Regions from separate parts of the Mus musculus genome. Here regions 2, 3, 4 and 5 are each linked to region 1. Evidence: chromatin contacts called from public Hi-C and HiChIP or PLAC-seq data. All regions are on one chromosome and are shown on one strand. The core of a region is the stretch at or near the end of the contact, and the rest is flanking DNA. Distances in the headings are between cores, read along the strand shown. Region 1 holds the start of Dus3l (dihydrouridine synthase 3-like (S. cerevisiae)). Region 2 holds the start of Fem1a (fem 1 homolog a). Region 3 holds the start of Tnfsf9 (tumor necrosis factor (ligand) superfamily, member 9). Region 4 holds the start of Plin3 (perilipin 3). Region 5 overlaps Gm33566 (a long non-coding RNA gene).

Region 1 (4,700 bases), core at 1,693-4,192:
ATATTGGGTTCTGGGACTTTGGGGTGACTGTCACGCTTAGTTTGGGAGACGCAGAGGGGCCTCCTGCATCACTTGACACACTCTAGTGGGGGTGGGGTGTCACGGGCAAACCGAGGCCAAGAAGGGACCCTAGCAGCCCGTGGGCGGCAGGAAGGAGCGAAGCTGCAGATCTAGGCTGGGATGGTAAAAACAGGACCGGAGCTGTTCCTCTGGGAGCCATCGACAGCACGGGGTCAGAGGTGGAGGCCGGGTCCCTGCCGCCTCCGAGGTCAGGAAGGTGGGAAACGCATCAGGCGGGCCACCTGGGCAGCGGCTCCTGCGGAAGGAGCTGGGGGGCCGGGGATGGGCGGGACCTAGCTCAGTGGGCGGGGCTGCGGGGCAGGCTTGCTCGCAGGCTGTGTTGCGCACGCGCACTCTTGCGGCGCCGCCAGCTGCTGTAACGCTGAGCTCTCCGCAACCCGCTTGGCCCTGGCTGCTCTAATCCCCCTGCTCCCGACCTGCAGCCCCGAGATAAGGACCCAGCTGCAGGCATAGATAAAGGAATCTGCCACACAAATCCGGGAGGCCAGGCGTGGGCACCCAGCCCAGGACTGCACCTGCTAGACCTAAGGAGGGGGGGGAGGGGCGGCCCAGAGGTGGGGGTGGGGGTACCCAGGTGAACACAGAACTGGAGACAGAAAAGGAGGGAGCCTAGCCTGTAAAGCCAGGCCATTTGGGAAGATGAGGCAGGGGCATTGCCGTGAGTTTGGGGTTGCCTTGGAATGGAAAGCGAGTCTTTGTCACAAAAGGACAAAAATGAGAGACAGGAAAGAGAATGTCAAGTATGGTGGCAGACACACTTTGAGAGGTGGAGGAAGGAGAATCAGGGATTCAAGGTCATTTCTGGCAATAGTGAGTTGGAGACTAGTCTGTGCTACCTGAGACCTTATCTTAAAAAAATAAAAATAAAATAAAACCGTTGAGGAAGAATAGAAGAGACACACAGAGAGGAATAGGGGAGGAGGCAGCAGTGGGGCCCTTCGGTCTTCCCTGCCCCCACTTGGTGCCCAGGTCTCCAGTGCTAGCAGGGCCACAGCCACCTGCCTCCCTCACTTCCTGGTGTCAGCTGAGATCAGGCTGGAGCTGTAGTTCCAGGGGGCTATCTGGATCCCTCAGTTCAGGGAGCCACAGACTCTCCCGGAGGCACGTTGCCAGGGGACTCGGGTGTGGAAACTGGCCGAGGAGGAAAGGGGGGGGGCTCTATTTTCCGTGTTAGGTGGAATGGTGTACCTGGAGGAGACTAGGACGGAAGGCTGGTTCTCAAAAGGGTACGGAGTAGGTCATCCTTGGACGCGGAAGGACTAGGGGTGGGGTAGGAGGAGAAATGGAGGCCCAGATGCTAGTCTGTGCTCAGGGTTGGAACCGGGCCTGGCGGACAGTAAACCCTCACTAGCTGCTGAGCTCCCCGTAAGGATCCAGCACCATTGTATTCACATCACCATGAATGCTGCACCTCATGGTTAACGGTCTGTACGGTTTCACAGTTATCAACTGCCAGGCTGTCACGCCTCCTGCGGGAAGCCAGCCTGGGTTGCCTTGCACAGAAGAGGACGGAGTTGCTTTGAGGAAGGGATCTTGTTTCTGTCGTTGCCCTTTGCAGCCCTGTTTCTTCCAAGAGCGTGTCCTTATCACAACCCAATTGTAGACGCTACAAAGGAGCCTCAGCCTTAAAATGCATTGTTATTCCCATCTTGCCCAGTAGGGACGGTAGAGAGCAATGGCGCAAACAGGGTGCTATTGTGGTCTAAGGCTAATTAATCGCTTTACCTCTCTGGGCCTGTTTCCCCTTATGTTATACAACCAGCAGAGTCTAGTTCGTGCGTTGCGGGACAGCCTGGGCTACAGGGTGAGACCCCCATCTCCATGAATTAAATAAATTTAAATACTGATTGGTTTGACTTGGCTTTGGTTGAGACATGTAGCTCAGGCTGGCCTCAAACACCAGGACTGCCAGGGCTATACAGAGAAACCCTGTCTCGACCCCCTCCCCCCCCCCCAAAAAAAAAAAAACCAAAACAAAAACAAAACACTACCTCCCGATCCACCCAAGTGCTGTTCTTACATGTTTAAGCACATTTTTATTAAAATAGTAATTGCAGGATCGGAGAAGTGCCTGATGTCAGGCTCAAGGGGCTGAGTTCAATCCCGGGACCGACATGGGGATGCAGGGACCCCCGCCCCCCATTGTCATATGACCTCCACATAAGGGTGACACACAGGAGACCCACACACACACAATAGATGAGTAAATGTCACTTTCAAAGTAACGCTGGCACACACCTTTAATCCCAGCACTTGGGAGGCAGAGGCAGGAGGATTTCTGAGTTTGAGGCTTGCCTGGGCTACATAGTGAGACGCTGTCTCAAAAAAAAAAAAAAAAAGAAAAAAGAAAAGAAAAGGCAGTACAATAAAAATAATTCAAATTGCCACGCGTTTATGGGCCACAGTGGCTCACGAAGGGCACTGTCAAAGGACAGCGTGTCCCCGTGAAGTCATTTGATCCTTCAAAGCTGTTGGTATTTTTTGTTTGTCTTCTGAGACACGGTTTCTCTGAGTAGCTCAGGCTGTTCTGGACCTCACTCTATAGACCAGGCTGGCCTCGAACTCATGATTCACCTGACTCGATCTCCCCAGTGCTGGGATTAAAGGCGTGCGCAACACCGCTCGGGCTGCGGTTTTTTATTATAAAATAACAGACTCGTTTGTAAAAGGGACAGAAGCAGAGTAGGTGAGTGTGAGCTGCACCCACACCCACACCCCCAGATTCACTTCCACGGATCAAGAGTGACCCACGGATGACCGACAAGAACCCCTCCGGGACCCTTGAGCACTTCCGTTTCCTGCGCAGCCTTGGCCCCCCCCCCCCCCGCCCCCACGGTCGTGCGCACGCGCGCCTTAGCAGCATTGCTGTAGTCTGAGCGTGCGCATTTCTTTCTGTAGGCTCCAGAGGACACGAGCGACCCGGAAGACTTTCCTGCCACACTCCAGAGCTGGTGTGAGGGGCATCGATGGCGGAGACGGCAGCGGAGAGCGGTGGTGGCGGTGACTCCGGGGTTGGCGCGTGCGAACGGGGGGTGGCGCCCATTAAAGCTCAGTGAGTCGCTGGCGCCCGTCAGCGAAGCTGATGTGGCCTTCCCGGCGTCCGTGGCGGGTGCGAGTGGTGCATGCTGGGAGGTGTGGCGGCATCCTGGAGAGCGGCATCCCGGAGGCGCCAAAGTCTTTACCTACCTTCTGCTGACACACGAGTGTAACATGTGTTGGTTGTCACAAGCCATGAGGCCGGCTGTGCACATAGGCAGCTTTGGGGAACCAGAAGCAGGGCCCGAGGTGCATGGTGGGGCTTGTAGTCTCCACGAGGGAAAAAAAAATGGCTCGCAGCGAAAGACCTGGGAAGGGTGGTAGCTTGAGTCTCGCTGCCAAGCATGCTGGGGTTTGTAGTTCCTTCGTAGCCTACCAAGGATATTGATATTTGTGTGTCGCAACCCTTAAGGCAATTCAGTTCTCAGAGCAGAGACACAAATGGCTCCTTCAAGTGTAAAACAGGTGTCCCCGTGGCACTGGGTGAAAACTGGCTGGTTCTAAGTAGGGAAAGCTTCCTGCAAGCAGGAGCACGTGAGCTTGGCATTAGCCCCCAAGCCCCTTTCCCTGTGCACATCGAGCCTCTCCCGCTCTGGCAGGTACCGCACAACCAAAGAACGGTTCCACGAATATCTGGATGGAGACAAGCAGGAGGGTGCATGCCAGGAAGTGCCCACAGGAGACCCAGCTGAGCCAGGGGCCAAAAGAATTCGCCTGGAAGATGGGCAGGAAAATGGGAAGACAGAGGTGGCAATTGAATCCCGTGAAAGGCAGGTGCCCAAGAGGGCCCGTGGCCAAAACAAAAGCCGGCCCCATGTGAAGCCAGCACACTACGACAAGGACAGGCTCTGCCCGTCCTTCCTCCAGGTGAGGGGTGGCTCTACAGGCTTGGCTTAAAGTCTGAAGATGCTGTGCTGTGACAAATATATATGACCCTTGACCTACAGGGACTCGACCTAGTAGTGCCTTGCCTTGGCCCCTGGTGCTGCCTTCAAAGTCATTGACCCTCAGCCTATCTACACATCACACTTGAATTTATTTATTTTTGGTTTTTTTGAGACAGGGTTTCTCTGTGTAGCCCTGGCTGACCTGGAACTCACTCTGTAAACTAGGCTGGTCCTGAACTCAGAGAGCACTCCCAAGTTCTGGGATTAAAGATGTGCTCAGCTATTTCAATTTACCTTTTTTTTTTAAAAAGATTTATTTATTTATTTATTTATTTATTTATTTATTTATTTATTATATGTAAGTACACTGTAGCTGTCCTCAGACACTCCAGAAGAGGGAGTCAGATCTCGTTACAGATGGTTGTGAGCCACCATGTGGTTGCTGGGATTTGAACTCCTGACCTTTGAAAGAGCAGTCGGGTGCTCTTACCCACTGAGCCATCTCACCAGCCTCCCTTTTTTTTTTTTTAAAGATTTATTTATTTTATGTATATGAGTCCACTGTAGCTGTCCTCAGACACACCAGAAGAGAGCATCGCACCCGTTACAGATGGTTGTGAGCCACCATGTGGTTGCTGGGAATTGAACTCAGGACCTCTGGAAGAACAGTCAGTGCTCTTAACCTCTGAGCCATCT
Region 2 (4,933 bases), core at 109-2,608, 510 kb before region 1:
GTTTTCATCTTCCATCACGAGGGTCCCGGGAATTGACATCAACCGGAGCTACATGAAATCCTACCTCAAACTGATCTTTAAAAAGACCTTGAGGAACTGGAGCAGTGGTTCAGCTGTGACTCTCAACCATAGGGATGCGCACACCACCAGTAACTCCAGCGGCAAAGATCCCGACGCCCTCTGCTGGCCTTGGCGGATGGAGGGAAAGCATGTGGCCTTTAAATTTTTTATTTATTTAATTTTATTTTATGTGCATTAGTGTAAGATCCCTTGAACTGGAATTACAGACCAGTTGGGAGCTACCATGTGGGTGCTGGGAATTGAACCAGAGTCCTTTGGATAAGTAGTCAGTGCTCTTGACCACTGAGCCATCTCTCTAGCCCCGCATGTGGCTCCTTAAAAAAAGAAGAAAGAAAGAAAAAGAAAAGCTAACGTGAAAATCGAGACTGCCTAACATTTCTGCAAATAGCTAAAGGCGAGTTGGGGTGCGCTGCCAGCTCAAGATCTTACACTCGGCGCGCGCCCCCTGCTGGTCAGCAAGCCTTTCGTAGAAGCCCTTCGCCTTCCACCTCGCTCCGGATTGGCTGGGAGTTGCCTTTGTTGCCCGCTGGGAAATGTAGTCCGCAAAGGAGGCGGAGGCCCATTCATTTCCTGCCTGCGCGACCTCGAAAACCGGAAGTACAGCACCACGCTACCCTGGGTCGTCCGCAAGGGCCGCCGAGCCTTGCCCGATACGAAGGGAGGCTTTTTATTTACATTTCGTCTCGCGGGTGCCCCACGGCGCTGTGGGAAGCGAATTCCTTTTTCCCCCACTTCATGTTTTCCTGTGGATTCTGACATGAATGACAGAATGCACATTATCACCTGGCCAAGCTGCTCAGAGCCCCTCAAAACATGGTGTATTTCCATGATGGGAACTGTAGTCTTTCAATGGTACCTCGCCCAGTATTCTTCGAGCTAAAGCTCGGACTTCTTGCCCTGTCTAGAGTCTGTGTCAGTGACAGTAACCGGAAGTATGTCATCAAATACTCAGGGTCACATACAACTTTATAGACTTGCATGGTAGGAATTGAAAACTGAGACCCTTTTGAGAGACGTCCTTTTGGGAACTGAGTGAGAACATGCTGCCGGCAATCTCCGCCTTAGAGTCAATACCAGGAAGTATGTCACCACATTTCCCAAGGATCGCACTAACCATTGGCCTTGCTTGGCGGAAATTGCCGTCCTGTCACCGGTTCCCCCCTATCCCTTTCGGGAAATGTAGTTTTTTCGCTTTTCTGATTCCAGTATCATTCGGCGGGCGATCGCTCATAGGACTCCATTTCCCAGCATGCCTGTGCACACTCTGTCCTCGCCCCTTCGCGGCGGCCATTTTATTCCTCCCGGAGACCCGCTAAGATGACAGCCCGGGAGAAGGTGAAGGTTGTCTCTGGCGACCGGCGGCCCGGCTAGATCCAGCAGCGAGGCTTCCAGCATGGATCTGCACACAGCGGTGTACAATGCGGCGCACGACGGCAAGCTGCCGCTGCTGCAGAAGCTGCTGGCCGGCCGTGGGCGTGAGGAGCTGGAGGAGCTGCTGGGTGAGGTGGCCGGCGGTGGCACGCCACTGCTAATCGCAGCGCGCCGTGGACACCTAGACGTGGTGGAGTATCTGGTGGACCACTGCGGCGCCAGCGTGGAGGCGAGCGGCTCCGTGCACTTCGATGGCGAGACCATCGAGGGCGCGCCGCCGCTCTGGGCAGCGTCGGCCGCGGGTCACCTGGCCGTGGTGCGTAGCCTTCTGCGCCGAGGCGCCTCGGTCAACCGCACCACGCGCACCAACTCCACGCCGCTGCGCGCCGCCTGCTTCGACGGCCACCTGGACGTGGTACGCTACCTGGTGGGCGAGCACAAGGCGGACCTGGAGGTGGCCAATCGCCACGGCCACACGTGCCTTATGATCTCCTGCTACAAGGGCCACCGCGAGATCGCGCGCTACCTGCTGGAGCGCGGCGCACAGGTGAACCGGCGCAGCGCCAAGGGCAACACCGCCCTGCACGACTGTGCAGAATCTGGCAGCCTGGAGATCCTACAGCTGCTGCTGGGCTGCCACGCGCGCATGGAGCGCGACGGCTATGGCATGACCCCGCTGCTGGCCGCCAGCGTCACCGGGCACACCAACATCGTGGAGTACCTCATCCAGGAACAGCCGGGCCACGAGCAGCTCTCAGGGACAGAGCTTCCCGGGGAAGGCTCCTCCCAGGTGGCAGGAAACCACTGCTCCACCCCAGAAGAAGCAGAACCGTATGAGAGCTGCTGCCCTACCAGCCGGGAAGCAGCTGTGGAAGCTTTGGAGCTGCTGGGTGCCACCTACGTGGATAAGAAAAGGGATCTGCTTGGAGCCCTGAAGCACTGGAGAAGGGCGATGGAACTCCGTCACCAGGGTGGAGGCTACCTCCCTAAGCCGGAGCCCCAGCAACTGGTTCTGGCCTATGACTATTCCAGGGAGGTGACTACACCCCAAGAGTTGGAAGCCCTCATTACAGATCCTGATGAAATGCGGATGCAGGCGCTGCTGATACGGGAGAGAATCTTGGGCCCCTCACATCCTGACACTTCATACTACATACGGTACCGGGGTGCTGTCTATGCGGACTCCGGGAATTTCGAGCGCTGTATCCGTCTGTGGAAGTATGCCTTGGACATGCAACAAAACAACTTGGAGCCCCTGAGCCCCATGACCGCCAGCAGCTTCCTGTCGTTTGCAGAGCTCTTCTCCTACGTGCTGCAGGACCGCTCGGCCAAGGGCAACCTGGGCATGCAGCTTGGCTTTGCCGACCTCATGGGTGTGCTCAGCAAAGGGGTTCGGGAAGTGGAGCGGGCTCTGCAGTTGCCCAAGGAACCGGGTGACTCCGCACAGTTCACCAAAGCCATTGCCATCATCCTCCACCTTCTGTACCTATTGGAGAAGGTGGAGTGCACCCCCAGCCAGGAACACCTCAAGCACCAGACAGTCTACCGCCTGCTCAAGTGTGCCCCTCGCGGTAAAAACGGCTTCACCCCACTACACATGGCGGTGGACAAGGAGACCACCAACGTGGGCCGGTATCGTGTGGGCGTCTTCCCATCGCTGCAGGTGGTCAAGGTGCTGTTGGACTGCGGAGCAGACCCTGACAGCAGGGATTTCGACAACAACACCCCACTGCACATCGCTGCCCAGAATAATTGCCCGGCCATCATGGATGCTCTCATCGAAGCTGGGGCCCACATGGACGCCACCAATGCCTTCAAAAAGACTGCCTACGAGCTGCTGGACTCGAAGCTGTTGGCTAAGAGCACCGTGCAGCCTTTCAATTATGTGACACTGCAGTGCCTAGCTGCCCGTGCCCTGGACAGGAACAAGGTCCCTTATAAGGGCTTCATCCCAGAGGAGCTGGAGGCCTTCATCCAGTTGCATTGAGCCTAGCCCAGCTGTTGGTGCCCACTTGGGCCTTACTCCTCCAAGCAGAAGCATCCAGGCCCTATGGCCTGCTGGAGTGAACCCAGCTGCTGATTCTAGAAGCCTTCAGGGTCACATGGTAGGAAGACGGTCTTTTTTTCTGTGGAAGTGCAAAAACAAAAACCCGGATGCCTGAGCCTCCCCAGTGGCATGCTTCTGTCTGGGTCTGGAGGCCTCTGCACTGTCCTAGAGTCCTGCAGTGAGCAAAGCTGTCTCCTTCCTGTGGTGGGCACTGACCACCTAGATGTTTGCATTTGGTTTTTCCTTTTCTAAGCAGATGGGCAGCAGCCTGGAGCCCATGTTGTGAGGGTTTTTCTGTCTGTTTTCACTGGTTTCTGTTTGTTGGACTTAGTAATGACTGAGTTGAGAGTTGCCAGTATTTTGCAGTGGCCACAGCTGAGAACAGCATGAACTGTGTGTGCAGATCTGTGACCAAGATCCTGGGAAGCCTCCTCAGTTCTGTGCTGATTAGAGAGAGGACTATCTCCCAAGAAAGCCCAGAGCCAGTTGCAAGAGCCACAGCCAGGCAGACACTGGTGCCTTCTGTCCCGCCCTCTGGATGGACAGACAGTTCCCAACCTTGGGACACAGCTGGAACTGCCAGGCAGATGGTGACCAGGCCACCTGGCCACCAGGTTCACATCTGTGCCACACTTGTCACACTGTCACCTTCATCGCTGAGGACCTGACCCCTCTTTTGTTGAGGAGTCCCCGGTATCCCAATAACTTCTGGGGATGGGCTTCTAACCAAGATAGGGGAAGGTGGGGGGCTGCCAGCCAGGGTAGCGATGGACCCATGTGGTACTAGCTTGGCCCACGTGAGACCCTGTGTGCAGCCCCAGAACCACAAAAAGTTACTGAACAGCTGCCTATGACTCCACCAGCTCTCGATTCCATCATATGTGGTGAGTGGTTCACCCTGGATTAGGCCAAAGCAGGAGGTACTCATCCCCGGCCGTAGAAGCCAGCTACATGGATAGGAAGTCATGTGTAGAGGGGCCAGTCCCTCCCTCAGCCATTTAAGCCACATAAACTGTCCCTTGAGGACCGTCAGTGTGTGATTGCAGTGCTAGGTAGATTCTCTGTATAAGCAAACTTTAGGCCTTACTGGGCAGGGTCTCGCTGCTCCACCCTGCCAAAGCTCAGGGCAAACATGAACCCCTTTGAGTCTTGGCACTGATATTTATGGATTAAAATGCAGGTATGTGAAGATGTCTGCCTAGCTGTTATTTAATGTAGCTAGGTAGAGCGGGAGCCAGGTGAGTGCCTGTCAAGCATGCGTGGTGGCACACACCCAACATCTTAGCACTTCCAGGGCTGAGGCAGGAGGATCATAAGTTGGAGGCCACGGGAGTAGACAGTAAGTTCAAGAATAGCCTGGGGGTATTGTAATAAGAGTATTTTAAGACTCCCTACCCTCTCAAAACTGTCTCCTATGAAGTGTAGCACTAGTGA
Region 3 (5,066 bases), core at 508-3,007, 340 kb after region 1:
CCTTTTCGTGAGAGTCATGTAGGTGTGGGCTGACTCTGAGCAGTGTGTGTCCAGCAGAGAGAGGTTGGACCACTGTCTGCGTGAGGGCCAGAGTTCCCACAGCTGAGTCACCGCTGGTGCCCTGCAGCTGCTCCTTGGGTGGAACCTTCAATTTCTAGATCACCCAAGTGTCTTTTGTGTCATTTTAATGTCCCACCTCCCCCACCTCTCCCCTGACCCCAAGCTGGGGTTTTCCTGTAATTCCCAGGGGAAGTTGATGTGGAATAAAACAGAAGGAAGGGGTGGCTGGTGTCTCCAGAGGGGGCTCCGTGCACGTCTCCCAGGCTGGGAGCTCAGTAGGTTCCATGCCCAGTATGGAAAAAAAGCAGGTGGGGCCTGGGCTGGGTCTCTGTTGTAAGAATCTTGGCCCAGTAAGCTCGAGGCTTTGCGCTCCTTCCCCAACACAGAAGAAGCTGGATTTGAGGGTGTATGCCTGTCTGTGTCTGTATCCCAATATACTGGGGAGGGTCAGAAGTTCAGAGTCATCCTAGGCTGTCTAGTGAGTTGGAGGGCTGCAAGGCGAAGACCAGACCCTATGTAGAAACAAACAACTCCCCATTTTATAGCTTGTTGTTTCCTGCTGAGATAAATGGTCTGGTTATATCAGTACTTTTTTTTTTTTTAATTATGTTTACTGATGGTATGCATGTCGTGGTCAAAGGGCACTTTCAGGACAAATTTCTGGGTGTCAGTTCTTTCTTCCCACCATGTAGGTCCTGAGGACTGAACTCAGGCCACCAGGCTTGTGATTATACTATTACTGGCTGAGCCATCTCAGCAGATCTAACCAGATCAGAACATTGAGGAGTCTGTCTCCAAGGTTTGCCCAGAGCCAGTCATCTCTCAGTTCCTCTTTTGGGGGGTCTTCTCTGCGCCCCCCCCTTTTGCCTCTACCTCAGGCAAGAACAGTGAAAGAATGGGAAATTGGAAATGTGTCCGCTGCCTGGGGGAATTTCTCTATCTGGACTCTCCAGCCTTCTGTTTCTGGAGTCCTAAGAGACTACTAACAGGAAGCCCCAAGAAAGTGGGTGGGGACACACCAGGAAAGGCCCAGGGTAGAGATGGGGTCCTGGGGAGGAAGAGGCTGAGTGAGTGGGTGCCTAGCAGGTCTCTTTGATTCCGCTGGGGATGGGTGGGCAGTTTTGGATGTCCCTAGAGTCCTCGACAAAACAACAACAACAAAAAACAAAACAAAACAAAACAAAACAACAACAAAACCCCCTGCATTTAGGGCGTCCCAGGGATGGGGAGCTAGGGGTTGGAAGAAAAAGGGAGCAGGAGAGATCAGGAGAGAGACAGAAGTTTGAGAGACAGAAAAACAGGAATGAAAATCAGCAGCGGAGAAATAACCTACCAGTGGGGAACACAGAAAAAGAAGGGAGACAGAGCTGTGGATTCAGGAGAGGCCAGGGAGGGAATGGATTCCGATATCACATGGTTCCCATCATATAAAAAGCTCTTTAATGTGTCAGTGTTAAACCAAATCAAACACACACACACACACACACACACACACACACACACACACACACACAAAAAGGGAAGAAGGACGGGCGGGCACAGGGCCTGGACAGGGAAGGGGAAAGGGGCGAGAAGGGGGAGGGGAAGGGGGGAGGAGGAGAGAAAGTTCCGGGAGTCGAGGGGCGGAGCGCGGAGCCCGGGAACCCCGCGGCTGCCCTCCCTCCCTTCCCTCCCCGGAAAAGGCGCCTCGGTAGCCTATAAAGCACGGGCACTGGCGGGAGACGTGCACTGACCGACCGTGGTAATGGACCAGCACACACTTGATGTGGAGGATACCGCGGATGCCAGACATCCAGCAGGTACTTCGTGCCCCTCGGATGCGGCGCTCCTCAGAGATACCGGGCTCCTCGCGGACGCTGCGCTCCTCTCAGATACTGTGCGCCCCACAAATGCCGCGCTCCCCACGGATGCTGCCTACCCTGCGGTTAATGTTCGGGATCGCGAGGCCGCGTGGCCGCCTGCACTGAACTTCTGTTCCCGCCACCCAAAGCTCTATGGCCTAGTCGCTTTGGTTTTGCTGCTTCTGATCGCCGCCTGTGTTCCTATCTTCACCCGCACCGAGCCTCGGCCAGCGCTCACAATCACCACCTCGCCCAACCTGGGTACCCGAGAGAATAATGCAGACCAGGTCACCCCTGTTTCCCACATTGGCTGCCCCAACACTACACAACAGGTGAGGCTCATCTCATCCCTAGGGGACTCTTTCTTACCTTCTGGAAGCATCGCTGCACCGACAGGGAGAGAACAGCACTTCCTCCCCACCCCCGCCCCGCCCCGCCCCGCCCCGCCTCGCTCTGCTCCTGCTACTCCGCTTGAAGCACCCCCTCTCCATCTCGCACTCAGAGGAAATCCCTTTGCGTCTTGACCCCTTGAATGAACCTATGAAACCTGGGGGAGAACTCCCGAGGGTGCACCGCAGTTCCCTTCAGTCCCACTTAGGCCTTCAGGGCTCTCCTTCTCCATCCAAAGTTGGACGCCCCAATGTGTGCTGGGCCGTATGAGTTCCTATCTGCTTCTTTAGGATGTAAGGTACCATCTACCTTTATTTTTCTTTCTTCCCAGGGCTCTCCTGTGTTCGCCAAGCTACTGGCTAAAAACCGTGAGTGCCCCCTGATTTATTTCCAGCGGGTCCCGCAGGGAGGTTGAACAAGGGGACCTGTTCAACCTTCTAGTCATGTCCCTCTCCCTCACTTACTCAGCCTTTCTCACTTGCTGTCACAGCTCCAACTGTCATCCTTGGGACCCCATCCAGGTTTTCAGAGAATTGAGAATTCTCACCCCCAGCTGACTCTGGGAGATCTCCTTTTCTCTTTTCCTTCCTCTATCCCTCCCATGTAGCCCAGGCTTCCTCCAAATTCATTATGTAGCTGAGGCTGGCCGCCCTGCTGCCAACACCTCCAATGGGCTGGGATAAATGAATGCCTTTGGGCTTCAGGCACCCTATTGAGCCCGAGCCCTAGTCTCTCCCTGTCAAGTCTTAGTTGTCAAATTATTTGCCCTCAGAGATGACTCTCTTCCTGCACTCTCCATATCCCACCTCTCTCCCAGTTTTGTTCATCCCTCTCTTACTCCTCTGATTTCTCTCTCTTCTTTTCTCCTCTCCCCCTTCCCCTCTTGTGGCCCCTTTACTCAGCTCCTTCCAGGAGTCCATGTGCATCTCCGCTCTTAACACTCTAGACCCTCGCCCCTTTGCCTCGTTCTTATTCCACAACCACTTTCTTAAATTGTATCCCTTCTGGGTGGCCCCTCCCTCCTTTTCTTCTGTTTTGTCTCCTCTCTTTCCTCCCCATTCCCATGGTTTCCCCCCTCCCCCACACCCCGCAACCCTCAGCAACTCAGTGTTCTTTTTCTAGAAGCATCGTTGTGCAATACAACTCTGAACTGGCACAGCCAAGATGGAGCTGGGAGCTCATACCTATCTCAAGGTCTGAGGTACGAAGAAGACAAAAAGGAGTTGGTGGTAGACAGTCCCGGGCTCTACTACGTATTTTTGGAACTGAAGCTCAGTCCAACATTCACAAACACAGGCCACAAGGTGCAGGGCTGGGTCTCTCTTGTTTTGCAAGCAAAGCCTCAGGTAGATGACTTTGACAACTTGGCCCTGACAGTGGAACTGTTCCCTTGCTCCATGGAGAACAAGTTAGTGGACCGTTCCTGGAGTCAACTGTTGCTCCTGAAGGCTGGCCACCGCCTCAGTGTGGGTCTGAGGGCTTATCTGCATGGAGCCCAGGATGCATACAGAGACTGGGAGCTGTCTTATCCCAACACCACCAGCTTTGGACTCTTTCTTGTGAAACCCGACAACCCATGGGAATGAGAACTATCCTTCTTGTGACTCCTAGTTGCTAAGTCCTCAAGCTGCTATGTTTTATGGGGTCTGAGCAGGGGTCCCTTCCATGACTTTCTCTTGTCTTTAACTGGACTTGGTATTTATTCTGAGCATAGCTCAGACAAGACTTTATATAATTCACTAGATAGCATTAGTAAACTGCTGGGCAGCTGCTAGATAAAAAAAAATTTCTAAATCAAAGTTTATATTTATATTAATATATAAAAATAAATGTGTTTGTAAATAAGCCTTTTATTATTTTCCTTGTCTGGTTTTAAATTTTCATGTCTATGGGTATGGTGTTCATTTATGAATGTGTCTTTGTATACGTGTGTGTGTGTGTGTGTGTGTGTGTGTGTGTGTGTGTGTGTGTATTTGTAGAGAGGATAGAGTTTGGCTCAGTGTCTTCTTCAGTCATTCTCCATCTTGTTTTTTGAGACAAGTTCTCTTACTGAGCTTGGAATTCACGGTTTCTGCAAGGCTGTCTGGCCATTGGGCCCCAAGAATTCCCCAGGGGAGTGCCTATACCAGATCTTAAAATAATTGGCTGAAGTGGCTCTGTACCACTATCCCTTTTTTGAGACAAGAAAGTATGTAGCCCAGGCTGACCTAGAAGTCCATATATAGCCTAGATTGGCCTTAAACTCAGGCCAGCATCCTGATACCTGAGTGCTCAGTTGACAGGGTGGCAGATGTGCTGAGATAGAGCCAGAGTCTCTCATGCATGTGAGGCCCATATGCTTTATCACAGAGGGCTCTGTTCCTTGGAATCCAGCTACGAATAAGCGAAAAACCAAAACCAAAACAACCCCCTACCTCAACCATCCAGTGTGAAAGTCTGTGATTTCTGATGTGACGGTACTGGACTCTGTGTGCTATTTCGAGAGACAGAACCTGTTGGAGCAATACAATTATAGATACAGATAAATGAAGGAGGAGTTGTTAAGGAAATTCCCCCAACGGTGGTCATGTGGACTGAGAAGTCCCTCAGCTGAAGACTGCAGGTGAAGGCTGGAGGAACTGGAGTTCAAGGCGGGACAGACCAGGAGCACAAGACCCTGTCTCAAAACAAACAGCAAAATAAATCAAACTAAAAAGAAACAGAGACGTCCCACAAATCAGCTAGATCTCTGTAAATTCACAGGATTGGAAGGTAGAGGCTATCCTTGGGAGTTCA
Region 4 (4,632 bases), core at 1,176-3,675, 470 kb before region 1:
AGGCACACTCAACAAAGCTGCACTTCTGGCCACACCCCAGCCCCCTTACTGGGGGGTTCTAGGTAGGAATCCACCCCTAGCCACACCCCTCAGCCCCTAATGGGGTAGGGGGGATTCTAGGCAGGGGCTCCATTCCTAATTATGCCTTTAGAACCCCTAACTCTGGGTGGTTGTGACAGGGTCCTAGGCCACATCCATCCGGCAGACATGTCCCTTTAAAGCTCACTTCTGCCATTCATTAAGGTCAGGTCCTATACCTCTCTCAAGGGTACTGTTTCCTCACAGTCTTCTTCCATGTGACCAGACAGTTGACACTGTTCCCACAGCTGTGCCCATTTGTGGGTCTCAACATGACAATAGTCCCAGCAGAAGGGGACTTAGAAACAAAAACAAACTAACAAATGTCCCTGTGTGTTCAAGTCTAACAAATGCCCCTGTGTGTTCAAGACAGAGACCTCTTGCAAGCCAAGAAGTTCAGAGGCAAATGTCTGAAACATCCAAGATTCTCTTTCTCTCTCCTTAAAGAGTATGTTGGGAGTTAGGAGGTACAAAGCAAGTATTGCTCTCTCAGAGGATCTGAGTTTGATTCCCAGCACCCATAGCACGGGATTCACAACTACCTGTAACTCAAGGTCAAGGACACGTGATCTCTACAGGCACCACATCCACACGGGCATACACACAACTCAAAATAAGATAAGCCAGGTGTGCGCCTTTAATCCCAGCACTTGGGAGTTGGAGCAGGAGGGTCTCTGTGAGTCCCAGGCCAACCTGGTCTACAGAGTGAGACCCAGTTACAACAAAACATAAAGCAAAAATAAACAAATATAATACATCTTATAAAGATCTACATTTTAGTTTTGCTTATGTGCATGCAGTGGCCACAGAGTTCAGGAGAGTCAGACCCCTGCAGCTGGAGTTAGGTTACATAAGGAGCCTGAAGCTGGTGCTAAGAACTGAGCCTCGGTCCTTTGAGGGAACAGGAAGTGCTCTTAACTACTGAATCATCACTTGCAGCCGGAGTCTGCTTGTCTTTACATAGAATGTTAGAAGATCAGGAAGCTTAATGGACTAAGGACAGAGTTCAGACAGAGGTAGAAGCCTGGCGTCTGAATTTTAGGACAGGTAGGTGATATCATTTGTTTAAAAACCAGTTAAAAACTGGGGCTGGGCCTTCCAGATGCCCCAGAACAACAAACACCAAGTGTGATGGCACATGCCTGTCACCCCAGCACTTGAGGAAGGTTAGAAATCAAAGCCATCTTCCACTACCCAGTGTGTGAATTCTAGGCCAGCCTGGGCTTTATGAGATTGCTTGGCGTTGTCTGCAGAATGCTCAAATCGGCAGCTAAACCACAGTGGGTGCTCAATAAACTAGTCTGGCAAACCGCAGCAGTTAGGTTTGCGATAAAGATTTCCCAACACGGGAGTCAGGTGATGCTGGTCATGCCTTCCTGTCATCGGTAAGGTGGGTGGCAAAGCCTGAGGAGTCAGACACCCCTGGAGCTCCCCTTCCTAAGCAATGGTGGCCGCTGGAGAAAAACAAGGGCTTTTTGCTCTTTTTGAGCACTTGTGGCAGCTAATCTCTCTACACCCGGCTCCAGCTGCCTGAAACTGACCCTCCCCCACACACTCCGCCCACCAGATTACTTTCTCTGCAAAGAAAGCCAGAAAAGCCCCCAGGGTCAAAAAACCAGCATGTAGCCAAGGCTTAGAAGTGGTTAAGGGAGTCTTTCGGCCTGGTTTGGTGACAATGCTGTCATCCCAGCATTTTTGGTGGAGGCAAATTCCAAGGCACCCTAAGTTTAGCGTAGGGCCATTTCCAAAAACAATTAACAAGACAGAAACAAAACATTAAATTTGAGAGATTCCAACAGAGGGAGGCACCATGCTCGGCTGGGGGTCACAGCTTCCTGTGGAACAGGCCTGGCTTTATGTAGGATCCAGGGCCTGGGGCTAGTTAGTGCACGGCAGGTGAAGCTATTTGTGACTGTGCCTGCGGGGTTGTTTGTTCTTGGGGACAGGAGACTCAGAATCACGGGGAAGAGGGAGGAGCCGCAGCCCAGGACACACGGGACTCGCATTTGAACACAACTCTAATTCTGGGGACCCAGGACAGTGGAATCCACCTTTTTGGACGCTCAGGGACTCCGTCACTGACGAGGACGCTAAGGTCCTAGGGTGGCCAGGCCAAGAGTTGGAAGCGCTGCAGAAGTTGGGTCCTTGGGTAAAAGTTAGTCTCTAGAAGTAGGGTTTCCTAGCGTGCAGGGATTTTTGGGATACCGGAGTCCTCCCAGGAAGCCTCGTTTCTCCCTCCTCTCTAAGGGCGCCTCAAGATCGATCCTGCCCCTTGCCCCCCAGCTCTCACCAAAGTCCTCAGGTCGTCCAAGCGAGGAAACCTCCCCTACCAAGTCCAGCTTGGATCTACCGGGTGGGGCGGGGCGGCCTTGTGCATCCCCCGTGGAGGGAGGGGCCTTGGAGTGACAGGACAGAGGGCCAATCAGAGGTCCCTATGGCGTAGTTCCGCCCACCCTTCTAAGGCGACCCAGCCCAGGTTGCTTGCATTAGTTGAGTCCCAGAAAGACTTGGAGTCCTGATCCTAGATGGAGGGGAGAGGGGAGTGCCATTCTGGGGTCCTTGAATCCTCCCATGTTTCCAGAGACCTTAGAGAGGCTTCCAGATCCAAGGACTGATTGAGTGACATTTTTAGAAGCCCATCGGACCCAGGGAAATCAATGCCAGGAGGTTACACACCCTGAACCTCAGCCCTGATTGGGTCCTAAAGGAAAAGTTGCTGTCATCCAGATTGAGGTTCTTGTTGTCCCAAGTCCTCTGGACGAGGGCACTGAGGCCCTGATATGGCCAGCCATGCGCAGTATCCAGCTTTCTGCTCCTGGACCCCTGGATCAATCCTTTCCTGAAGACAGACACCTCCTGGACTTTTTTTTTTTTCTCATCCCTAAATCTTCTTTCTCCCCTTGGCCTGTAAGCCAAGTGTTAACCTCAGACGGCTGCAGGAGCTAAGAAAGAAGGGAATGTATTTTTGTTGAGGGTGTGACTACGTGTGCAGTTGTGAAAATGTGCACGGGCATTTGCAACTGCGCATGCACGGATGTGAGCCAGGCCTGGAGAGGACCCACCCTTACTGAGTTACCTCAGATCTTTCCAGACTTCCGCCCGGCCCCTCCTTTTTTTTTCTGAGCTGCCTTGACTCAGGCTGAGTTCTTTATCTTCCTGCTTCCAGTGAACAATGCCGCCTTCACAGGGGCAGTGGCGGGATGGGGCATGTTGCCACCAGGTGGCGCCCTGCTCGCGACTGCGCCCCTCCCCGCCATGTCCCCCAACGGTGCCACTTCCCTCTGTGCCTCTAGCGCCTCTGCGTTCCTTCCCTTACAGAGCCCCTCCACTCTGTGTCCCCTACAGCGACCTTCTCTCTGTGACCCCCTCCCGACGGCTCCCCTCTCCTCTCTTTCCACAATGGCGCCTCTCCCTCTCTGTGCCCCTGACGTGTCTAGGCCCATCGGTGCCGTAGAAAGCATGTCCTATTAACCTTGGGCCTGGCCCATGGCTCATTAGCTGTGTATACAGGCATTCAACAATTATTAGGCACATGCTGTACACAAAGGTCATGTAGGGCAGCCCCAGGAACATAGTCTGTACCCTCTCAGCTTGGTAGCATTCAGAGACCAGTGGGAAGTCACGCCAGCAGAATAGCATTAAGACTTTAGAGGGATACTGGGTGGACCACCAGAGCTACACAGTGACTGTCTTAAAAAACAAAACAATATTGGGAGGGGAGTCGAAGGAAAATTTAAAATGTATATTACACCTATTTATTTAGGGGGGCACTCTACCACTAGTGTGTGTGTAGGTCAGGAAAGAGCACGTGGGACGTCATTTCTCTGCACCACCGTTGTTGAGCCTGGGGACTAAGCTCAGATCTGCAGAGTTGGCAGCCACTCCCTCCCTTTCTCACTGATCCATTTCACTGGCCTCTAAGGGACTTTTACTTTGTCTCACTGACTGAGGCCATATCCCCCCCCCCCTCCCCGGCTTCAGTCTCCCAGTGATGGAATGAGAGGAGAAATTAGAGGCTAGTGCACAGTGCTCAATCAGTATACACAAAACTTGGGTTCTGCCCCCACCCCCCACCCCACATCCACCAGGTGTGGCACATGCCTGTCACTCCAGCAGCCAGAGCTGAGGCAGGGGGACCATGGGGAATCAGTTCAAGTGTTACCCAGTGAGTTTGAGGCCGGCCTGAGTTCCATGAGATTGGAGCAGGAAAAACAATGGAAGATGCTAGATGAAACAGGAGCTCTCGGTCTGTGTCCTTACTCTTTGAAGGATAATTAACAGCCACAAGCCCTTGCTGTAACTCAGTGACCTGATGGCCAGCTGCTACCCATGTCTCCTTCTCACGTGGACCGTGGACGGGGGGGGGGGTGTCCTGCCCCTCACCACAGGAAGCTGGGGGTCATTTAACATGCAGAACCTGGCTCTGTCTGTCCCCACCCTCCTGAGCCTTGTGGCAGCCAGCTGCTGCTGTACCCTGTGAAGTGGCGGTGGTAAGCTTGGGGGAAGAACACGGCTCTGAGACCCATGGTCCACCAGGTTGGCATGGCTTCTCCC
Region 5 (4,667 bases), core at 2,163-4,662, 410 kb after region 1:
TTTCTCCTGGACACCAGGACCACTAACTTGATCTTGTCAAAGTTTTGGGGACCTACCTCTCCTCATTTTCCTATTGTCAGGGTATGGGCACAACCTTACCTGGTGCTCAAGAGCCTGAGAACCAGATGGCCTGAGCCTTCCTGCAGACCCAGGGACCCACGAGACAGCTCTGGCTGACCCCAAGACCTCAGACTGTGCTCCCCCACCCCTGGAGCAGTGTCCCGCGGCTTCCTCATAGCCCGATACTTGCCAGGCACCTGCATGAGGTAAGAGCAGTCAAAACTTTTTGATGAGAGACAGTCCATGTTTATCCATACTGTTTACTGACTGTTCATTGTGGGAAATGGGTGTGTACTCACTTCTCGGGGTGGACCAGACATGAAGTACCTCTGCAAGAGGGGGGGGGGTGTCTTCAAAGGGAAGCTTATTGGCTAAATCCTCGGGGCCTCTAGTGTGGAGATCTCTGTTCTGGGCTATGTGACCAATGTCGGGAGTGTGGCATGTGTTCCTGACCTGGAATCTTAGTAGGGAGCAGGGAGACACCGAGTTCTGGGTTCTCTGATCTGCTCTACCTTATCAAGTTTCCTAACATGGTCCACTGCCCCACAAAAGTCGTATATTCTACCTATGTGCACGAAGTATATATACATCTTTATGAGAAGCCACTGCCTTCACAGCCCACCTTCAGTTTCCCCTTTGGCCCTCTCTCAGAGGCAACCTCTGCATAATCCTCCACCTGCCCTATACTCTTGCATGAGGCCTGTTGCATGCTGTGATTTTGTCCCTCTGCTTCAATTCATCAAGGTATCCTTCCTTCTGCCTAAAAACCCTAATACTGGCTGTCCCAGAACTTGTTATATATAGACAAGGCTGGCCTTGAATTCAGAGATCCACCTGCTTCTAGGCTGAGATTAAAGACATTTATACCACCAGGTTTTCCCAGACAATCTTTTACTGAACTCAGAGCTCATGGATTCACTAGGGAGGTGGCCATTGGGACCCAGAGGTGCTCCTGTCTCTGACTCCCCAGTGCTGGAATTACAGGCATATGCTGCCATTTCTTTTGTGGTTTCTGGGAGTTGAACCTGGGTCTTTCTTGCTTGTGTGGCAAGTTCTTTATGGACTGAACATCTTCCCATTCCCCAGGGCCCAAGCTTCTGAGACAGAAGGAGGGATCTGAGCCACATCCACTGGTGTCCTGTGAAGAAAATGCCCGGTTGAGTACAGTGTGGCTATCATTTGGTCACCCTGTCACTCATTTCCCCCCCCACCCCCCGACTGTACAGCTCAGAAAGAAAACACCAGGTGACCTCCTTTAAGAGTAAAACTCTCATCTTCCTTATCTCTGTCTCTGTCTATTTATAAGGGAATCTAGTGGCTTAGCCTTGGCAGTCAGTCTCAGGAATGAGGAAATGGCCAAATAAGGGAGACAAAAGTAGGGAGGAAGGACAGGGGACATGGTGGTGCCATGTTCTCCATGTTTGAGCCTGTCAGAGCTCTCCTCCCTCTCTCTCATGAGCGCACACATCTCTCACACAGCACACTTGGACCTGGACAGGGGAAGCACACTTCAAATATTGACACCACAAAATAATGGCAACCAGGCTAGAGAATGGAGGGACCTTTTTATCCCATTTCGTCTCCACTCAGAATCTAGTGGAGAAAAAAAATGAACCATTTGCTCCAGCAGCAGACCCTAAAGTCCAGGAACAGGACAATAAAATTACCCACTAGAGGAACAGCTTAAAGATAGTCACATGACTAGGAGACATCTTATCTCAGGATAGGCCATCTGCTGGGCAGCCCATTCTGCGGTTAATCATTCAGGATGCAGAAATGCAACCCACGAGAGGCATCCCAGCACCTTTTAATACAGTCTTAGATTACCTAAGTCTAACAATAAAATAATAAACCGTCTACCCATTGTAAGTGTAGGGTACTTTGCTTCTGTAGTTGATCTGCCTGTCTGAGTTGTTCCTGGGGCTAGAAGCTGCAGTCTCTGGTTTAGCACCTCATAGTAAAACAGTGGGAGGTTTTTGTTAGTAGCCTTTGTTCTATCTCTGCAGGAATCCCAAGCCTCTAAAGTTGAAGTCTTAGGAAGAAAAGGGAGGGAGGCCTGTCTTTGTTCGTTGTTCTCATCATTTTTATGACTTTCAGAGTGCATTATCACATGGTAAAAAGTTCACTACAAGTTTGCAAATAAATTGAAATCCCAGGTTTATAACAGAGAATGTTTATATGCATAGCCACTAGGAAGGAGGCTTCTAGTTCAGTTCTGTCTGGGATCCTGTGCCTAAACTTGTGATATCTCAGCAGTAGAGTGTTCTAGTTCAAGTTCTAGGACATAGCTAAGGGCACTGGCATTAGCCTAAACTGCTGGGGAAACTCTTGGGCTCCCCTGAAGAATAACTTGAAGAGATGTTTCTAATGCCTAGCACTGGGGATTTTGTTAAATTATTTATGGCACTTGTGGGGGGGGGGCACCAACACTCCAAGTCACATGACTCCATTTAAAGCACATACTCATAGATCTATACATTTTATATGTGTTGTAAGTAAACATATAACATTACACCTCTTTGTGGATTTTTAAATCCCCTTCCCTCTCCCTCCCTCTGTATTGTACCAATTTCCAAATTCCTCCTTCACAGCAGTGTCCTAATGCTCTCTACCTCTGCAGCTCCCACTTTTCCTGCCATGGTCCATCTAGACTTTCCTGGTTCCCATGTTTTCTCTGGATTTCTTCACTTAGTATAATATTTTCTATTTCCATCCAACTACCTGCCAAGTTCATGATTTCATTTTTCTTTGTAGATGAATAGTTATTTCATAGTGTATATGTAGCATATTTTCCTTATCCACTCACCCGTTTAAGGATGTTTAGGTTGTTTCCATTTTTTTCCTATGGTGAATAGAGCAATGCACATGGCAGAACCTGTATCTGTGGAGAAGAATGATGAATCCTTTGGGCAAATGACAAGGAATAGTATAGATGGGCTGTAACCTTAATTTTTCCAAAACCTACTTTTAATAAAGTTCTTAAAGGCCTTAACCTCTCTTCTAGCCAACCACCCAGCAGAGGTAGTGAAAGAGAAATGTTATTAGGATATGAGGGAAGTGGACCTATTTAGAAATTTTTCATTGGAGCAAATCCTATCTGCTTTGTCAGAAAGTCAGCAGTTCAGTCCACATGAGTTAGCAGTGGCAGTTTGATTCACTCAGAAACACTTCACTGATATACCAGCAGTCCAGTTCACAGGTCAGCAGAGGTGGCATGGCCTAGTAGGAGTAGCCAGACCTCAGCCAAAAAAAAGCATGAGCCAGCAGAAGGAACCAGGACCACCAGGGATTCCAGGAGAAGTTCTTGGCTGTTCCTCTTTCAACTAAGCAACGGTCAGTGAAACCATGAGACCAAGAAGTGTTGTAAAGCTATCTCTACAAGCAAGCTCCTGTCTCAGTAAGTTGAATCCCGTTTATACTCCCTCCAAACATCACATGTCTTCCATGGGTCTTGCCTCACCATGTGTCTTACTTCAGCACGTGAGTCTGAATCAGCTGGCATCACTCTGCCAATCGGCCTGAGTGCATAGAAGTGGCAAGAAGCCAGCAGCATATCTCTAGGAATTTTTTGGTGTGTTTCTGTTTATGGAGTCATGACAAATGTAGCCTCAGCAACACATGTAAGGAGAGCCAATGCATGTGTGTCTTTAGTGAATAATCCATCATCACTCATTCTTTCACGCACTTACTTTAGCAAAACATCCTTTCACTTGTGTCTGCTTCAGGAAAACAATCCTTCACGTTTGCCCCAGCAAAACACCATTAGACAGAACTGACTTTCCAAAAAACAAACAAACAAACAAACAACCCAAAATTTCAACTTCAATGAGTCATATGTAAGATTCATTTGTAGCTTTTGGGAATTCTGCACACTGATTATAGAGTGGCCGCAGTGAGTTTGCAATCCCACTAACACTGGGTGGAGGGCCCCTTTCCCTATATCCCCTCCAGGATTGGCTGTCTGTTCTCATGATCTTTGCCATTCTGACAGAGGTAAGATGAAGTCTCTCTGTTTTTCTGACTAACATTCCCTAAAGCTAGGGGTGATTAATTTTTTTGAACCATTCCTTAGCCATTTTTATTTTCTCCTTTTGAGAACTCTATTTTTAGATTCATAGGCTATTTTCAAATTGGGCCATTTGTTTTCCTGACTCTTCTTTAAATTCTTTCTGTACTTAGGATTACTAATACTCCATCCAGATGTATAATTTTACAGCTAGTGAAGACTCCCTCTCACTCTGCAGATTCCTCTTTACTTGGTTCATGGATATATGTATGTGTATCTCTGAGGTTATGAATTTGAAGGGGAGTTGGGGAAAGTGTGAGGGGTGGAACTAAACTGCAATTTCTAAAAGTTACATAGTGAGAACTTGTTAGTGCTGCCCATGGGTGTGTAGCGCTCTACAGAAAATCACTGAGAAAAACTGACAGGGAAGGGGTGGAGCTACTGAGCCTCTCCCTGTCCCTGATGGTGCTGGTTGATCAGTCTTGAGCAAGTGACGACATCTGCAGTTAGTTCTTCAGGGCTCCAGCTGTCGTGTGTCAGCATTTCACTGCTTTCTGCCTTATCCTCCAGGTCTTGCATTCTTTCTTCTCTGTTTTAAAAT

The links. A called contact is a pair of places that touch in the nucleus more often than the background predicts. HiChIP or PLAC-seq counts read pairs in DNA pulled down with a chosen protein or histone mark.
Region 2: a contact with region 1 is called in a Hi-C map of CD8 T cells, with 6 times the contacts expected there. The contact joins the promoter of Fem1a here to the promoter of Dus3l in region 1. A contact is called at or near these places in 3 of 39 promoter capture datasets (erythroid cells, liver and neural stem cells), 4 of 484 Hi-C or Micro-C datasets (CD8 T cells, muscle stem cells, neutrophils and 1 more), 6 of 115 datasets of contacts at active chromatin or transcription factors (the SCID.adh cell line, embryonic stem cells, memory CD8 T cells and 2 more) and 2 of 9 other capture datasets (adipose tissue and liver).
Region 3: a contact with region 1 is called in an HNF4G HiChIP or PLAC-seq map of pancreatic cancer cells. The contact joins the promoter of Tnfsf9 here to the promoter of Dus3l in region 1. A contact is called at or near these places in 8 of 39 promoter capture datasets (3T3-L1-derived adipocytes, cranial neural crest, embryonic stem cells and 4 more), 3 of 115 datasets of contacts at active chromatin or transcription factors (bone marrow-derived macrophages, memory CD8 T cells and pancreatic cancer cells) and 1 of 9 other capture datasets (liver).
Region 4: an HNF4G HiChIP or PLAC-seq map of pancreatic cancer cells shows a contact between it and region 1. The contact joins the promoter of Plin3 here to the promoter of Dus3l in region 1. A contact is called at or near these places in 7 of 39 promoter capture datasets (the 3T3-L1 cell line, cranial neural crest, hippocampal neurons and 3 more), 1 of 15 datasets of contacts at CTCF or cohesin (stem cell-derived epiblast-like cells), 4 of 484 Hi-C or Micro-C datasets (embryonic stem cells, natural killer cells and reprogramming fibroblasts), 5 of 115 datasets of contacts at active chromatin or transcription factors (embryonic stem cells, epiblast stem cells, extraembryonic endoderm stem cells and 2 more) and 2 of 9 other capture datasets (liver and pancreatic islet).
Region 5: an H3K4me3 HiChIP or PLAC-seq map of bone marrow-derived macrophages shows a contact between it and region 1, with 3 times the contacts expected there. The contact joins the enhancer-like site here to the promoter of Dus3l in region 1. A contact is called at or near these places in 7 of 39 promoter capture datasets (the 3T3-L1 cell line, cranial neural crest, embryonic stem cells and 4 more) and 1 of 115 datasets of contacts at active chromatin or transcription factors (bone marrow-derived macrophages).

What each region holds. Positions count from the first base shown.
Region 1 is chr17:56,761,809-56,766,508 of GRCm38.p6, forward strand. Dus3l (dihydrouridine synthase 3-like (S. cerevisiae)) reads left to right here and starts at 2,943. Exons shown (of 13, transcript NM_144858.2): 1 at 2,943-3,133; 2 at 3,717-3,984. The coding sequence starts at 3,048.
Region 2 is chr17:56,255,435-56,260,367 of GRCm38.p6, forward strand. Fem1a (fem 1 homolog a) reads left to right here and starts at 1,359. Exons shown (of 1, transcript NM_010192.4): 1 at 1,359-4,933. The coding sequence starts at 1,475. The coding sequence ends at 3,439.
Region 3 is chr17:57,103,628-57,108,693 of GRCm38.p6, forward strand. Tnfsf9 (tumor necrosis factor (ligand) superfamily, member 9) reads left to right here and starts at 1,758. Exons shown (of 3, transcript NM_009404.3): 1 at 1,758-2,233; 2 at 2,623-2,659; 3 at 3,414-4,130. The coding sequence starts at 1,805. The coding sequence ends at 3,877. It overlaps Gm11110 (predicted gene 11110), which reads right to left and starts at 2,315. Exons shown (of 4, transcript NR_033508.1): 1 at 2,271-2,315.
Region 4 is chr17:56,288,086-56,292,717 of GRCm38.p6, forward strand. Plin3 (perilipin 3) reads right to left here and starts at 2,426. Exons shown (of 8, transcript NM_025836.3): 1 at 2,369-2,426.
Region 5 is chr17:57,169,014-57,173,680 of GRCm38.p6, forward strand. It overlaps Gm33566 (a long non-coding RNA gene), which reads left to right. Exons shown (of 7, transcript XR_876893.3): 6 at 81-266; 7 at 1,147-2,779. Among named protein-coding and RNA genes, the nearest start is that of Cd70, 22 kb to the left of the region's middle. Within about 2 kb of position 3,413, at least 14 of the 459 cell types and tissues checked have an H3K27ac peak or open chromatin away from gene starts, as enhancers often do. A contact at or near this core is called in bone marrow-derived macrophages, where this site is marked.